Regions from separate parts of the Zea mays genome. Here region 1 is linked to region 2. The links are chromatin contacts, called in public Hi-C maps. All regions are on one chromosome and are shown on one strand. Each heading gives the region's core, a stretch centred on a gene start, on an enhancer-like site or on the middle of the called end of the contact. The rest is flanking DNA. Distances are from core to core; before and after follow the strand shown. Region 1 overlaps LOC103652327 (alpha-glucosidase 2). Region 2 holds the start of LOC100274743.

Region 1 (4,424 bases), core at 64-2,563, 120 kb after region 2:
TGTAACCTGGGAGCTTTGCCGTTGAAATACCTAAGCATTCCTATTTCTATTGGTCGTCTAAAACCCTCGGCGTTCGGGCATATTGTGGGAAAGATGGAAAAAAGATTGGACCCTTGGAAAGGGAAACACCTATCTTCCGGGGGAGACTCATTTTGACCAATTCTTGTTTAAGTAGTCTACCGATTTATACTATGGGGTTCTACTTCTTTGGCAAGGTGCCAAAAACTCTAAAAAATACCACATGGAAAAATGGGATAGTTTGACCAGGCCAAAAGACTAAGGTGGTTTCGAAATCACAAACACTCTTCTGATGAACAAATGTTTACTTGTGAAATGGAACTGGAAACTATGACAAGGCTCGGATGATTTATGGTACAAGCTTATTAAAGCTAAATACATGAACATGAATAACTTTTTCCTTTCTAAAAATAAGGGAGTTTCTCAATTCTAGCAAGGTCTTCACAAGGTCAAGCACTTATTTTAATGGGGTGCGACAAACAAACAAAAAATGTGGAAGGGGCCCTTTTTTGGAAAGACATTTGGCTGGGAAGGGTCCCAATTAAAATCAAATATCCTAGATTCTTTGATATCTGCAGGGACAAGGACATTCCTGTTTCTGAATGCTGTGAGGGGGTGAGTGGAGCATAGATCTTGTGAGGCCTCTTACTGATTCTGAATTCTGTTTGTGGGAGGAGCTAAATTTTGAGCTTAGGGAGCACAACATCTCAAGTGATAGACTTAATGTTTTGGGCTCTAGACAATTCCCGCAGATTCACCACAAAATCCCTATATAGATTTAGAACCGATGGAGGTGCCAAAAACTCCGCGTATAAAAAATCTAGAAATACATGGTGCCCTTGATTAAGGTTTTTCTTTGGCAACTTTACAATGGAAAAATCCAAGCGGCCGCAGTGTTAGAAAAAAAGGGATGGAAGGGTAGCACACAATGTTCTCTGTGTGGGGGCAAGGAAACCGTTGATCACATCTTTCTTCAGTGTGTGCTATCGAAATATGTTTGGAGAAGCCTAGAAAATATTTTTGGTTGGGACTGTGTTGCGGTGAGCCTGTTTAACAAATGGGGAGGGGGCAATTCTCAGGCTGCTAGTACCTTTCATTTCTTTATTATGGCTGGGCTGGTTTGGGCCCTTTGGTGTAACAGAAACAAGATGGCAATTAGAAAAAAAATTCCTAACAGCACGTCAGTGGTCATCTACGATGTTGTGTCATTTTTGCAGAGTTAGAGTGTGCTACTCAAGACTGGGAACAGGCGCCGCTGGAGGATATGTTTGCGTGAGCAACAACCGGTTGCGGGACAATGCACTGACATTGGAGTGGTTTGGTTTGAAGATTGAAGACGAGTCCTTTTCATGTCTGGATTGTCTGCTTCGTTTTGTAGACTGGTCTTCTGTCTTTAAGAATTATGCTGTTAGTCGTCATCTGACAACCCCAGTTTTTCTTTCATCTTCTGTTTCCCTGCGAGGAGGCCTACCCTTTCTTGCTTTGCTGTTCCCCAGTGATGTAAACGCTGGTCATAATGCTTTCTTAAAAGCGGAGCTGTTTGCTCGTTTAAAAAAAAAACTGCTAACCACAACCTACGGCTATGACCAGTAGATCGTGCACATAGCCTTATAAAATACTGATTTGGTAGGTACACTGCACTATTTTCATAGTAAAGTTTAAAATAGGTACGAAGATGTATAAACTGCTGGAGCGCAAAGTAACACAGCAAGCGAAGTAGAGACGGTCACAGCATAGACATGGCCCGCTTTCCATTTCAAAACACGTGCCTTGCAACTTGCATTGTGTTGAACTGATTCTCTAGCAAGTAAATGCAAAGGTATAGGTCACATGCTCGGACCAGCAGGTTTCTTCGGGGATCATTGGGGGTGCAAATGGCCAAGCATAGTAAGAGTAGCAGTAGATTACACTCAATAGCAAGTAACAGCTCCACGTAGTGTCAGCTTTCAAGAACATGTTTTCCATATGCTCATGCTTTCCTGGGGTGGTTTTGGCCCCCCAAAATCAGTTCTTCGAGGAGCTAGTTTACAGTATGAGAGTGAACAGGGATGACCACTAACACTCTATAAATGATGCTGAACAGATTGACCAGGAGGTGTTGTCAAAATTTTCATGATTAAGGCAGCAGATGCTACGAATCAAACTATCCCAGTGTTCTGGTTGCAAACCGGGCTAAACAAGCGCCAGCTGCCAGCCCCTCCATTCCAATTGCCATAGCTATCTTCTGCTGTGGTTGTTCGCGATCTATATCTCACCTGTGCAATGTTGGGTAGGACTCCGCCATGATCAGAACAATGAGTGAAGTCCATCCAGTAAATGACCGTGCACCCTTTCCCTTTCCTTTGTCCTTCTGGTCATAGTTTTCCCAGAAGAAACCTGTTGCATCGTAATTCTGCACTATATTCCTGAAAATGTAAAAAAAACCAGGAAGTAGGCGTCAGCAATCTATTAGACAAGCTACAGTTCAGCTAGTTCACTTGGTTTCAACTCGAGAGAAGAATGAACACACCGGATAAGGTTTGATCTTAGCTTGTCATACAATTCCTTTGCCCTGCCGCTATATGGACCATCCTCTACAGGAAAGCAGAATGCTATATCATTATGCCAGCAGAAGGGTTTGCAAAGGGTATAAACTAGGCAATTAAAGAGCTTACTATGTGCATAGTGATGTAGTGCCGAAAGAACCATGTAGTTCATGTTTATCCAAATGGCACCTCTCCAATAAGGGGGGTCATGCTCTGTATTACGCTTCATATATATTGAACTGGACCATGTAAAAATAGATACTTCAGAACCCAGTTGTTGGATGACCAAATAATATAGCTATATAAACCATCTTGAACTACAGTAATAAGGCATTGGGAGCATGAATCAACTTTGACAATTCCATCTAACCACATTGAAGCCCATGACATGCATAAGGCAGGAAAACAATATCATATATGCTTCAGATATCCAAAACTTATGTTTTTGGGAGAAGGGTCGGGGTGGTGGGGGGGGGCATAGAAAAAATAATAGACCTTTTACCTTGTTCTAGAAAGTGATCGAAGGCCATAATCTGTCCACAATATAGATGTGTTAGATATCAGATTGAGCTGCTTCTCAAGAACCCATGATTCCTGATTAGTCAAATGTGATTATTAATTAGGATGGATATCAAAAAACCACTTAAGCGATAAACACAGGGAAGTAAAGAACATACAGGTGGAATAGTCCCCATCATGAATGGGAAGAGGCTGACATAGCCAACATGGGGTACTAACTGCAGCTGAGGGGCTTGTAATGTTCCTCGCAAGAACTCTCGTCTCATATTATTGTTGTCTTTCACATCAAACCATCTCATTCGAACCTACAAAAATAACCTCACAATCAAAGTTGATAACCATGTGTTGCAAACAAAGTGCCAAAGATCAGATGAAGCGCTGCACTGACCTTTTCAGTATGGTTACCATAATCAAAATAAGCACCAATTGTGTCATCCAAGTGTAACTGTAAAAATGCCAATAATTCAATAACTGAATGTAACAAGCAGTAGTCATTGGGTAGTTTGGTTTTTTGAACTAAACCAATATTGTCTCAAAGGCACAATCAGGATTCAGAACATGACCAGTATATAAACTAGAAGAAAACACATGGTTTAAGCCTCTTTTTTTTTTGCAAAATGCGGTGGTAAGGCTTGCCTCCGTTATTTCTTCCCTAGAGCCCACACATGTGGAAGCTGCCAGTACTGTGTCTGTACTTTTTATTCCATACATAGGAAATTGTTGAGAGGTCCACTCTCAAGAGGACAGAAGTTTAGTTTTGTGGGGAGCCAAGTCAGAGCTAAAATACTTGAGAGATCTCCAAAAAACAATTCAAGTGTGATACAAAAATTCAAGGACTTGCTTGTACAAGTATCGGCTTTTGAAAAACAGCTATTCACGTGCCTGAACCTTGATTTGTGACTTCTAATGGATTTCATCTATAGCCTACCCCAACTCGCTTGGGACTAAAAGGCTTTGTTTGTTGTTGAATGTACGAGTATCAGCGTCTGTACTTGTTTCACAAAAAAAAAACAAGGAACTGACAGCACAGTACCTTGTTAAGTGTTCCAAAATCGGAAAGTTGATTTGACATCTTATAGTAATCCTGCAAAAATTCAAGAAAATGTTTGAAAGAAAAGAGCCAAAGTCAATGATAGAGACAAATCAACTTGAAGTAGCAAGTCATATTCCTACATCCACACCGAACTACCTTCTCAAGAGCACTATCCATTTTAAGGAACTCTGCAATGGAACAGATGCAATTCGTAGCTAGAAGCATCCAACAACGAAGGTCAACATGGCGTTCTTCATCATTAGGATGAGATGCACGAGGATAGTCATCCAATCCAGATGTCAAAGTCTGCCAAGTGGGAAAACATCAGG
Region 2 (4,420 bases), core at 1,016-3,515:
TTTAAAGATACAATTTCTGTAAAAACTAAATAGCTGAGGTTAATTATAAAATGAAGGGCAAGGCACCATCATGCTCTTACAGATTCAACAAAGCAAGCAAAATAAAAAGGTCAGACTGCATTACCAATACCTTCCAATAATACATCTGAGTTATGTATGGAAACACAGCCTGGGAGTTAGCACTCACCTTGACCATCAAGCATTTGACTTTCTCCCTTCAAAAAATTCTGAGACATGGTTCTCCAAATCATCAGGGTTGTACTTTATATATCTTGCAGAACCCCTCCCTCCCTCTAGTTGTCCCCGAAATCTTCCAACAAATGAACGGTATGCTGGAAGAACCTTCTCGGAGATTGAGATCTTCAGCTCTTCTCTTAACTGAGGATCCACAACCCTCCATGATGTCTGTGTCCTGTGCAACTCCTCGAAGGCCAAGTTAAAGTTTTTGAATCTATCCTTCAATGCGGCTTTGAGTGTGCTTGATGAACCCATCGTGTGCGGAAGCCCATCATCTCTCAGGCAAGCTAACACCCTAGTCCATGATGATCGAAGATACCCTGTAGAGTATTGCCTAATCTGACCACGACGCTTGCGAATCCAGTTATCACCAAGCAATGTCTTGAGCTCTGAATCTTTCACCTTCTGCACAATATACAGCAGATTATTCATCAAAAATATGTTCTGCAACGCTTCATCCTCATACAGCCTCGATTTCTCATTGATCTTGCACTGTAGGTGTGTGATCAGCATGAGCACGCAGTGCCCCAATGGAGTCATGTTTGGATTATCAACCCCGGTCAGCTCAGTATCCCAACATTCCAGAAGCTTATTTAGCGAGGCATTGTAGTCTGCAAGCAGCCACACATAGTTCATGACATAGCGGGTAAGGGGATGGATCTCCCCACCAGGCAGTGCTCTCCGAGAAGTATCTCCCTGTATGTCATTAGCAAACTCTTCGATCGTGCCACACACTGCATCCCCAAGCCGCAAGAGTATTCCCTCGGCCTCCTCCTTGATGAAATTCTTTGCATCACCCGAGAACAAACCCTCAAGCTCTGGCAGCACCTCAGCGAGCGCCTCATACATACCAAGGATGCGGAACAGCTTCTCGGTGGACCTCTTCCCAATCGCAATGGCGTCACCAAAGTTCAGCATCTGCAGGACACAACCCTTGGCCGCCTGAGTGAAGCACTCCTCCTCAGTGTTCATGTCCGGCGAAAGGATCTGCCTGCAGATACGGCGCTCCTCAGCAAGGAGGCCCCGGACGACGACCTTGAGCGCCTGGATCCACTTCCTCATCTTGCCGTCAAGCACGCCCCACTCCACCCGCTGCACCTCCTCGAGGCTCATCTTGTCGACCCCGAGCACGGCAAGGCATTCCATGAGCGTGTCCCGGCGCACCTCCCCGTATACCTGGCACAGCTCGGGCGCGTAGCCGGCGCGCAGCATGACGTCGGCGATGTCCCTGAGGACGCTGACGGTGTCCGGGGCGATGAGGTAGGGCGAGATCTCGTCGTCGGAGGCGGAACTCCTGCCGCCCTGCTGCTCGTTTACCCCCTCGGCGGCGACGGCGGCGTGGTGTTGGGCAAAGGAGGGGCAGTCTAGGTCTACGGCGGAGGAGTTGAAGGAGGGTACCGTGAGCGAGAGTCGGCGGAGGAGCGAGACCTGGAGGTCCTCCGCGGCAAGTGGCGGCGCGCCGCGGATGAGCAGGTGGCGGAACTCGTCCTCGAGCCGCGCCATGGCGGTCTGCAGCGCGGCCTCGGCGCGCGGGCCCGGCGCGCCCGTGAGGCAGGCGGCCGCGGCGAGGTACTCCTCGCCCTCCCGCGAGTCGAACACCAGCGCGTCGGCGGTGGGGGACTCCCAGCGCTCAACCACCTCGGCCGCCGCGTCCCACTCCGCCTCGGCGCGGGCCGCCGCGTCGCCTTCGGGGTCGAGATCGGGCTCGTCCCCTTCCCCCTGAGAGGTCCCCTCGTCCGCCTCCAGTATGGAATCGACGGCGGTAGGGGGAGGAGGGAAGAGGTCGGACATGAGCGAGAAGCGGTTGTCGAAGCGAGAGAGGATGCGGATCATGTCGTCGGCGGCGTTCTTGGAGTTCGCGAGCGACTTGACGATGTGCTGCGCCGCCGCGATCACCTTCTCCTGCCCGTCCGGCGGCGGCGGCGGCGCCGCCGCCATCCTCAACTGCCGCTGGATTAGGCGGCTGCTGCGAGCTTCTTCGAACGAGGGAAGAGAAGGGGAAAAGGCCGGGGGAGAGAAGAGGAATGGAAGGGGAAGCGAAACGGAGTCGACTACCCGCTGTGCTGAGCTGGGCGGTTTTGAACGGGTCCACCAGCAACACCACCACGACTGTCTCATCAGATATCGCTCTTTTTTGATCGTACGGACGGGATTCGTTGGGAAGTGCTGTGTGTGTGACACAGCCTGTGTCTGACTGACTGCGGCTCTCGTCGAGCATGATCTGATGGTTCTCCGGTTGTTCGCTTTCCGGACTCGGAGTGCCGTAGCTCTAATTTATATAGGTAAAAGTGTAAAACACTGTTGAAATCAAGATTGTTTAAGATGATGAATAGTGTTAAGAAAACAGTGTTAAATTTATTAATTGATTGTGTACTTATTTATACACTAGGAACGTGCTCGTACGATACCACGGAACACAAATTGCGACCCTTCAATGGACTTAGGGCCCTGACGACGGACAGCGTGAGTACAATAGTGATGACAAAATCCGTGATTAAACATAGATACTGAACGATATAAATATGTCTACTCAAATAGATTGAAATAGAATCGCACAAATAATTTTTAAAGAGTAAATATATAATGCTTAATCATAACCAATTATGTTGACACCTTGTACACTAAGCTAATCTTTTTAACAATATTGTTAACTCTCTGTTGTATGTTTGTATGGATGACATATCTGCACGAATTATCCTCGTAACTTAGGGCCCCTTTGGCAGGGCTCTGGCTTCTCCAAAAACGGCTTTGGCTCTGGCTCACGAGGTGAAGCCACTTCTTTAGATGAGCCAAAGCCATTCTGAAAAATCATTTGGCAAAACGGCTTATAGGTTGTTTTTCAGAAAGACCCTTGTATAGTTTGGACTGGTGGGAGGGCTATTGTGCGTGGCTAGGGATTGAGGGCAGGACCAAAAAAAATAATTTGGACTGGTGGGAGGGCTATTGTGCAAAAATGACGTGAGCTGAAGCCGGGTGAGCCACTTTTTTGGCTCATGACTGGTGAAGCCATTTGAAAAAGAGGTGTTTGGCACAACTTTTGCATGAGCCAGAGCCGAAGCTGAAAAATAAGCCCTACCAAAGGGGCCCTTAACAGCTCGATAATAAAGTTCCTCCGAAAAATCTTTGCATCCTACACATAAGACATAAGAGAACAAAACACCAATTTATTATTATGTAACTGGAATGAATCTTATGAATATAAAAGGAACATATTCCACTCACCCTAACAAATTTCATTCGACTATCGTTCCTGTTGGGGACTTGTTCTCAAATGCTAAGAATTAAGAACAAGGCAACATAGAAAATGTTAAGTGTAAAAGTCCTTCGTCCTCCATAACATTATATCCCTTTGGAATATAAAGCATCTCGGACGAAGGTTACGAAGGACGTAGCTTCGTAAGCGTGACAATGAGGAACGAAGCATTCATATAAATCATGAGATATGAAAATACTTAAATGTTATCATAAAATCATTTCCATTTTCAATATTATAAACGAATGTAAATGACTCCAAATTACAAATGTACCTTCGGTCTTGAAGAATACAAGTGTGATGTGAAGGCAAATGACAGGTTCGTGTGAACAGTACGGGGGTACTGTTCATCTATTTATAGACACAGGACGCAGCCTGTGACGAATTACAATTATGCCCTTTACAAAAGTTTACAACATTATCTTAGACCTCTATGGATAAAAAGGTCATTCTATCTTTATGTCGGTTTGCAACGCCGAAGCTCTATAAAAAGGAACCTTCGGCCATTTCCTGGGGACGATTTCAGCCGAAGCTGCTTCTTCACGCAAGACCTTCGGCGCAACGAAGCATGGGCCCAACAGTAGCCCCTTTCGCGGCGCTAGATCGTTTTTCGTAACGAGCTTGAACCGTGAAAAAATCCTCTCAAGCTTCGGGAAGCCGAAGGTCCAAAAAACACCTTCCCTGAGCTCGTTGCCGAGAAACGATTCATTTCCCGAGATCGTGTCGGTCCCACCTTGCAGAGTCACTGTTTGGTCTTTGCGGTCCACTGCGCAGCGAGTACAAGTTACTGCCCGCCTGGTGTAAAAACCCTGCCGCTTCGCCTTCTTACCTGCAGCACTATATAAACAGACGAGTAGGTGTGAAGTTACCACAGCATTTACTGCTATTTGCACTGTTTTGCTGCCAAAATTTTTAACCATCACCGAAGCT

The links. Hi-C and Micro-C count contacts between places; a contact is called where the count stands out from the background.
Region 1: a Hi-C map of leaf shows a contact between it and region 2, with 9 times the contacts expected there. The contact joins the enhancer-like site here to the promoter of LOC100274743 in region 2. A contact is called at or near these places in 4 of 25 Hi-C or Micro-C datasets (bundle sheath, ear, leaf and 1 more).

Annotation. Positions count from the first base shown.
Region 1 is chr3:162,253,483-162,257,906 of Zm-B73-REFERENCE-NAM-5.0, forward strand. It overlaps LOC103652327 (alpha-glucosidase 2), which reads right to left. Exons shown (of 22, transcript XM_020550385.2): 15 at 4,252-4,401; 16 at 4,096-4,146; 17 at 3,451-3,507; 18 at 3,221-3,367; 19 at 3,046-3,137; 20 at 2,673-2,782; 21 at 2,528-2,591; 22 at 1,801-2,423. The coding sequence ends at 2,270. Among protein-coding and RNA genes, the nearest start is that of LOC103652327, 15 kb to the right of the region's middle. Within about 2 kb of position 1,314, at least 4 of the 20 cell types and tissues checked have an H3K27ac peak or open chromatin away from gene starts, as enhancers often do. A contact at or near this core is called in ear and leaf, where this site is marked.
Region 2 is chr3:162,128,202-162,132,621 of Zm-B73-REFERENCE-NAM-5.0, forward strand. It overlaps LOC100274743, which reads right to left and starts at 2,266. Exons shown (of 2, transcript NM_001360650.1): 1 at 188-2,266. The coding sequence starts at 2,175. The coding sequence ends at 196.